2 separate regions of the Mus musculus genome follow, and region 1 is linked to region 2. Evidence: chromatin contacts called from public Hi-C data. All regions are on one chromosome and are shown on one strand. The core of a region is the stretch at or near the end of the contact, and the rest is flanking DNA. Distances in the headings are between cores, read along the strand shown. Region 1 holds the start of Mafk (v-maf musculoaponeurotic fibrosarcoma oncogene family, protein K (avian)). Region 2 holds the start of Ap4m1 (adaptor-related protein complex AP-4, mu 1).

Region 1 (3,190 bases), core at 457-2,956, 1.6 Mb before region 2:
GGGAAAACAGAGCCTCCCCAGACCCTCCATCCAACGTCCATTTTTAGCAACTACCTGGAAAGTACACAGCCCTGAACTTGGAACAGGGCCCTGCAAGCCCAGCTCAGTTGGAGAACAAGAGGAGAATGTACTCCAGCAAAGCCTGGCTTTGTGTTTTGTCTAGTAAATCTTTTCTTTTGGAATCACAAGAAGTTATCACATTAGACACATTCCCTTTACCAAGGTCAAACACCACATTTCTCGTGATTTATCTAAGGAGAGAGGAAGGTTTTTGTCATCAGTGAGGGCTGTCCCCAGTGACATGGGCTGCAGGTAGGTCCTGCCTATACAGCTTTCTTGACTCCATCCACATGCTTAAATTCACACCTACTGTTTCAGTTTGGTTTTGTGTGACAGTGTCTCGCTATGTAACTAAGGCTGGTCTTGAACTAGCTAAGCAATCCAGGCTAACCTTAAACTCAAGATCTTCCTGCCTCAGACTCCCATGTGCTAGGAGTACAAGCATGTGCCACCATAACATAATGGCTTTAGACCAACACCTTTGAAAGAAGTTACCTGGCCCTAAAACACCAGCTCAAAGCATCAAAGTACCCACGTGCACTCCACCAGATACCTTCTGAAATGTTGCTGCCACAGTATGACCTCAGCAGTGCCAACCTCTGGGGTCCCAGGGCTAATTTTAGTGACTCCACAGGAGTGGAAGGGGTGAACTACCTACCAGCTGAGACACAAGCTAGCTTTTGAGGACTGAGTGTACTGAGTGCCTGTCCATCAATTGGAAGGCGAACTGTTAAAGTGCATCTGTGTTAGCAATGAGAGCTGTGTGAAAAGCGAGGCTCAGACTAACTTCCCTAGAGAAACAAGAGCACCAAGCAGCCTCACCTCCCAAATACCGACTGCGTTCTTACGGGGCAAGTTCTAGGAGGCTGGAGTGGCTGTTATCTCAAGGATACCAGAAGAGGAGTCTATCTCCCCCAAAGAGATCTAATCTAGGCACCTAGGACCCACGAGGCTTTCTTCACCTGTAATTTGCTAGAGTTTTTGCTTCTGATTTCTCGCCGCACGCTCGTAAACATGCACACTCTTAACACGCCTATCCGCTCACCCTACTAGGGAACCTCGCACTTCAGAGTTGGATGGGACCTTGGCCCCAGACCACACCTGAAGAAAGTGACGGAAGCGATAGGCTGGCCAAGACGGTCACCTGCCTCGCTCCCCACCCACAGCTTCCACATCCGGCACCGCTGGCCGGTCAGCTGATTAGAAAGTGACACCAGTTACTCAGGCCCTTTCGGGGTCCCGGCCGGGGGCGAGGTGGGGGCGAATTCTACGCCGACGGAAATGGCCAGGTGCGCACGGCTCCCGGGTGCCACTCTCCCGCACGTGGTGGGTCCCGTGTGGGCCTTGAGCTAGGTCCCGCGTGGCACGTGCTCGAGGCCCAGGCTGGGTCCCGCGGCCTTCGGGGTGCTCCTCCCGCAGGTGCACGAACTCTGGGTTCCCCTACCCAGTTCCCGAAGCCCCTCACTCACCCGGGTCGCGCGCGGGGCCGGGCGCGGCGGCTCCTTGCGGACACGCACTCTTCACAAGCGCTTCTGCTCTCGCGCTCCCCTTAGTCGCCGTCTCCGCCTGCGCGCTTCGGACTTCTCGTTCCGACTCGGCGAAGAACAACAAGTCCCTGCCACCCGCCGCCCGCCGCCGGCTCCCCAGTACTGACACCGCTTCCGGGATCGCGCGTCGAAGCGCGTCACCGCCCCGCCCCCGCGATGGCCACGCCCCTAGTGATCACGCCCCTGTTGCTCACGCTTCTTCGCTCACCAAAACCACGCCCTCTCTGGCCGCGCGTCGGCACCACGCCCCTGATGGCCACGCCCCTCGCTGCCCCAGTCCCTGGGTCCTCCTACATGCTTCCACGTGCAGTTGTCTCATTGCTGAGCTCCTGGCCCTGTCCATCCCCAACACACCCGGGGCGGGGTCTGTGCTCCTTTCCCAAGGTAGGGGGTGTCAGGCGAGCGTGACGCACACTGGGTATGGACCCCACGTTTCCTTGAACTTTCAGCCTGGGCATTATGTCTCTATGTCACCCACTGTCGTCTATGCTACTCACTGTGATCCTGAGGCTGCTGGAGCCTCCCCGGGTCTTGGCAGAGAGAATAGAGGCCAACTGGCTAGTGACCATGTTCTGGACCTAACACCAAGCCCACGTCAAGGTGGCGAAGTGGCTCAGTTACACCACATAATCAGCAAGGCAGATGCACCCTACAAAGGAGAAAGAGATATGTATGTAGCATCCTCTTCTGACCCATACCATGACCTTTTGATTTATATCTGAGACAGAGGTAAGGTCTCACTGTGCAGCTCAGAGTGGCCTGGAACACTTATAAAACTTTATTTTTTTTTTTTACTTATTTATATGTGTGTTCATATGTATGTGGATTGGTGTGCACACACTACCACGAATGTGTGGAAGTCAGAGGGCAACTTTAGGGAATCTGTTTTTTCTTTCCACTTTTGGGTTCCGAAAATTGAACTCAGACTTGGTACCTTTACCCACTGAGCCACCTCACTGGCACTGTCTTGAAGCTCTTAATCCTTCTGCCTTCACCCTAAGTGCCTTCACCTAAGCCTGCCCCTCCCCCTCCCCCTCCCCCTCCCCCCTTCTCCCTCTCCTCCCTCCCTCTCCTCCCTCCCTCTCCCTCTCCCCCTCCCCCTCCCCTCCCCCTCCCCCCTCTCCCTCTCCCTGTAAGCAATGGATAGTGTCTTAGTTAGGTTTTTACTGCTGTGAATAGTCACCACGACCAAGGTAACTCTTATAAGGACAACATTTAGTTAGGGCTGCCTTATAGGTTCAGAGGTTTAGTCCATTATCATCAAGGATCATGGTAGCATCCAGGCAGTCATGGTGCAGGCAGAGCTGAGAGTTCTACATCTTCATCTGAAGGCTGCTAGGAAGACTGACTTCCAAGCAGTAAGGATGAGGGTCTTAAAGCCCACACCCACAGTGAGACACCTATTCCAACAAGGCCATACCTCCTAATAGTGCCACTTCCTGGGCCTAACATATTCAAACCACAACAGACAGAAAGCCATATCTCTCTGACTTGGGGATGCATGGACATATGGCTGTTTTCCATAGGCTTCGGTGGGGGCAAGAGCACACACAGAACTTCCTGTACTCTAGCGCAGTGCAGCA
Region 2 (3,393 bases), core at 675-3,174:
TCAATCCCAGGGACCTAGACAGTATGTTGGTTGGGAACACGCAAAAGAAACTTATTTTAAATAAAATCATTTCATTTTTAGACTCCATTTAATCATAAGGAGAAGCTAAATTCAAGATCCCAGGCTCTGGGGGAGCTGAGGACTTCCCAATAGCTGAACGGCTTCTGTTGTAAATAGTTGCCTGAGTCCAGACATCTTTTTTTTTTTTTCCCCAAGACAAGGGTTTCTCCGTGTAGCCCTGGCTGTCCTGGAACTCACTTTGTAGACCAGGCTGGCCTCAAACTCAGAAATCCACCTGCCTCTGCCTCCCGAGTGCTGGGATTAAAAGCGTGTGCCACCACTGCCCAGCTGAGTCCAGACATCTTAGGAACAACTTGTACAGTTGTCTGAGTCCCGCCATCTTAGGGACAGCTGGTAAGAGAACAGCTGTTTGAGTTCAGACACCTCAAGGACAACTTCTCCATCTTGCTGGCAAGATCAACTAAGCTCGTGTTCTCAAGCCCAGAAAACTACTCCTAATCTGATTGGTCAAAGTTCCCTTGCTCAACCCCTTATGTCAAAATATGATTGGACAGTGCTACAGCTCACCCCACTCCCCTCCACTTTGTGGTGTCAGCCTTTAACTGCTAGGCAAGTTCAGGAGTCTGTTCTACAGCCCTGACTGATCAGTACTGGCTTGATTACAATACCTTTTTGTCATCTGCATTGACCTAGTGCTTGAGTTATGGTGGATCTATATTGGATTTAGCAGATTCTACAACAAGTAGAAGATACCTGATCTCCACACATGTGCAGTGATGTGGGCAAATACACACACACACACACACACACACGTGAATAAATAAACTTAAAAAGACCAAAGTTTTTGGGCTTTACCAGCACTTCATCCAGGAGTTCGTAGACAAGCGCCACATTGCGTGAGATGGTTCCCTCATTGAGTGAGCCACAGTAGTCACCCAAGAGAGTGGCTAGCCTAAGGAAACACAGCAAATTATGTGTGAATAAACCTCACACGCCCTCCTTCTTAAGTGCCTGTCCCAACTCTACTCACCGGGAAAGCAGCTCCAGAAGGCTGAAAGGAGAGACGTTTTCTAAGGTTGTGGCCACCAAATAGAGCCCACTGTGTCTGATGTGAATAAAATGACGATCACCGTGATACTGAGGCAGAGTTGAGGACAGAGGCCATTAAGAAAAGACCAGAATTGTAGTAAGGAAACCTGCAAGATGGCACCCTGAGGTCTACTAGTGATGGGCGATGCCCCAGATCTAAGACCTGGCCGCCTAACGTGGAAAGGTAGTATCTACCTCTCAAAGTTGTTGATAGTCAAAAAATAGGGTGCATGGCTCTGTAACTGGCTTCTTGTTAGTACTCAAAACATTTATAAACAAATCCTCCCCACACACACACCCCCGCCCCCAAGCTTCCTACCAAGCTGCCCTTGACAGGGAGGAGGCACTCACCCACCTCCACAGTTCTAAGGCCCTGCACACCAACCACAGTAGTTACCATGACAACCGGGGACTCGCCTCCAGGCAGTCCCGTCAGCTTCCGGTAGAAGAGCTCTGCCACATCACGACCACCACTGTCCCCGCGGACTAGCCAGGTGGAAAGATAGTTAAGGAACAGGCGACACAGACTGATCTGGATTCGATTTCTACCCAGCTACCCTACCCCGTCTCCCGGGTCAAAGGATACAGTCTTTATAGATGAGCGGATCCCCCTTGGAAGACAGAATGAAGAACTGGGAAATCATGGCGGTTCTGGAGGATAGACGAGAACACGGTGAAAGTTGAACCCACCCCGCCTTGTGGACGCGGAACAAAAGGCCGCACGGAGGCTGGCGCTTTAAGAAACACTCCTCCCACACACACACTCGCGAGCATTAATTTCGAACCGCGGGAAACAGGGTGTCCAACCCGCCAGGATCTGGCAATCTTTCAACGGCCCGCCCTCAAGCCCCTTGTCATTCAATCTAGACTCGTCCATTGATTGGTTAAAGTTAGGGGCTGGCAGCAGTTGGGAACCCCCTATCTGATTGGCGGGTTCTCAGCCGCACGGGTCACATGGGTGACGACGTTTCGCGCCAATTTCGGTTGGCCGGCTACGTCCCGCCGCGCGTTCGTTTTCTGCTTCCCCAGAGAGAGATTTTTGAGCCCTTCAAGTCCTGCCACACCGTCCCCGGCAGCGATGGCGCTTAAGGACTACGCGATCGAAAAAGGTGAAGATCTATAGGGCTGGGGGCGGCGTCCTCGGAGGGAAACTTCTACCTGCACCTGTTGAGGGGTGCTGGAGTCTTGGGGTCGGGCGGGGGAGGGGGAGTGAGCCGGGATCTGTGACTCCGAGGACAGGCGAACTGCGCCTGCAATAAGCAGTGGGCGTCAAGGATGGAGGAAGCAATCCTCCTTGGAAAAGGTGATGTGTTTGTGTTATGGAGAGAACCCAGTGGAGTCCACAAAGGAGGGGCGCGCTCGGTAGAGACCGGGTGACTTGGTTCAATGCATTCAATACGTGACCCAAGGGACTAGGTTACTGGGCCAGCCTCTGCTGCTCGGGGCGCTAGCGAATTCCCGCGTCCACTGGAGACTGGCCGAAGTCCAGAGGCGGGGCTTGCCAGACCGCTACGCGCCGCGATTGGTTGTTTTCGGCCGCCCTCCAAGCGGAAGTAGAGGCGGGCGGAAGTGGCGCTACCCGATCTTGGGACTGTCGTGTGTAAACAGTGTCCTTCCGCGCGGTGGCCTCGGAGATAGCTGCAGTAGGTAGGGGCGTGCCTAGAATTGGGAGGCTAAGCGCCCGGTGGCGAAAGGTGGCAGTGTGGTGGACCCGAATGGCCCTTTGGCGTTCTGGCCAATCCCCGCTCGGCCACCCGTCTCGGGCGGAGGAATCCTGGGCTGTGAGGCGGCTGGAATCTGGGCCCATGTGCTTCTTTGTTTACTAAGAGCGGAAGCAGTGGCGGGAGCCGGGCATGAGTGCAGAGGAGGCCTAGTGGCGGACGTCCTGGCGGGAGCCTAAGAAAAAGAGTTGTACTGGTAGAGCGAGAGCCGAGGACCTTAAGTCGATTGGGAGCGAGCTGAGAGAATTGAAGAAACTGAGATTCCTAATTAAGACAGAGTGTGGAATTCTCTTGGGAAGGTTGGGTAAGACTCTTGTAGCTGCCCGAAGACCTATATTCTTCTCTGTGTAAAAACGGACTTGTGAAAAGGAACACTGCCTACTTTGGGGAGAACTTGGTCGATTTGTTTTCAATGTTCATTTAACTAACTAGTTCATAGGTTTCGTCTTAAGTGAAAGTGGGTTTCTTAGGTTTCTGTTAAGAGTTTGAAATAAAGAATCTAAAAGGAAAGTTGATTGTTTATTTTATTTATTTTTACATTATTTTGTTACATTATTGTGTG

What was found. Hi-C and Micro-C count contacts between places; a contact is called where the count stands out from the background.
Region 1: a Hi-C map of muscle stem cells shows a contact between it and region 2, with 5 times the contacts expected there. The contact joins the promoter of Mafk here to the promoter of Ap4m1 in region 2. A contact is called at or near these places in 2 of 39 promoter capture datasets (liver and pre-B cells), 2 of 484 Hi-C or Micro-C datasets (CD4 T cells and muscle stem cells), 2 of 115 datasets of contacts at active chromatin or transcription factors (embryonic stem cells and pancreatic cancer cells) and 1 of 9 other capture datasets (adipose tissue).

The regions. Positions count from the first base shown.
Region 1 is chr5:139,790,052-139,793,241 of GRCm38.p6, reverse strand. It overlaps Mafk (v-maf musculoaponeurotic fibrosarcoma oncogene family, protein K (avian)), which reads right to left and starts at 1,706. Exons shown (of 3, transcript NM_010757.2): 1 at 1,530-1,706.
Region 2 is chr5:138,170,552-138,173,944 of GRCm38.p6, reverse strand. It overlaps Ap4m1 (adaptor-related protein complex AP-4, mu 1), which reads right to left and starts at 1,924. Exons shown (of 15, transcript NM_021392.4): 1 at 1,697-1,924; 2 at 1,508-1,596; 3 at 1,052-1,158; 4 at 877-973. The coding sequence starts at 1,754. Mcm7 (minichromosome maintenance complex component 7) reads left to right here and starts at 2,062. Exons shown (of 15, transcript NM_008568.3): 1 at 2,062-2,219. The coding sequence starts at 2,189.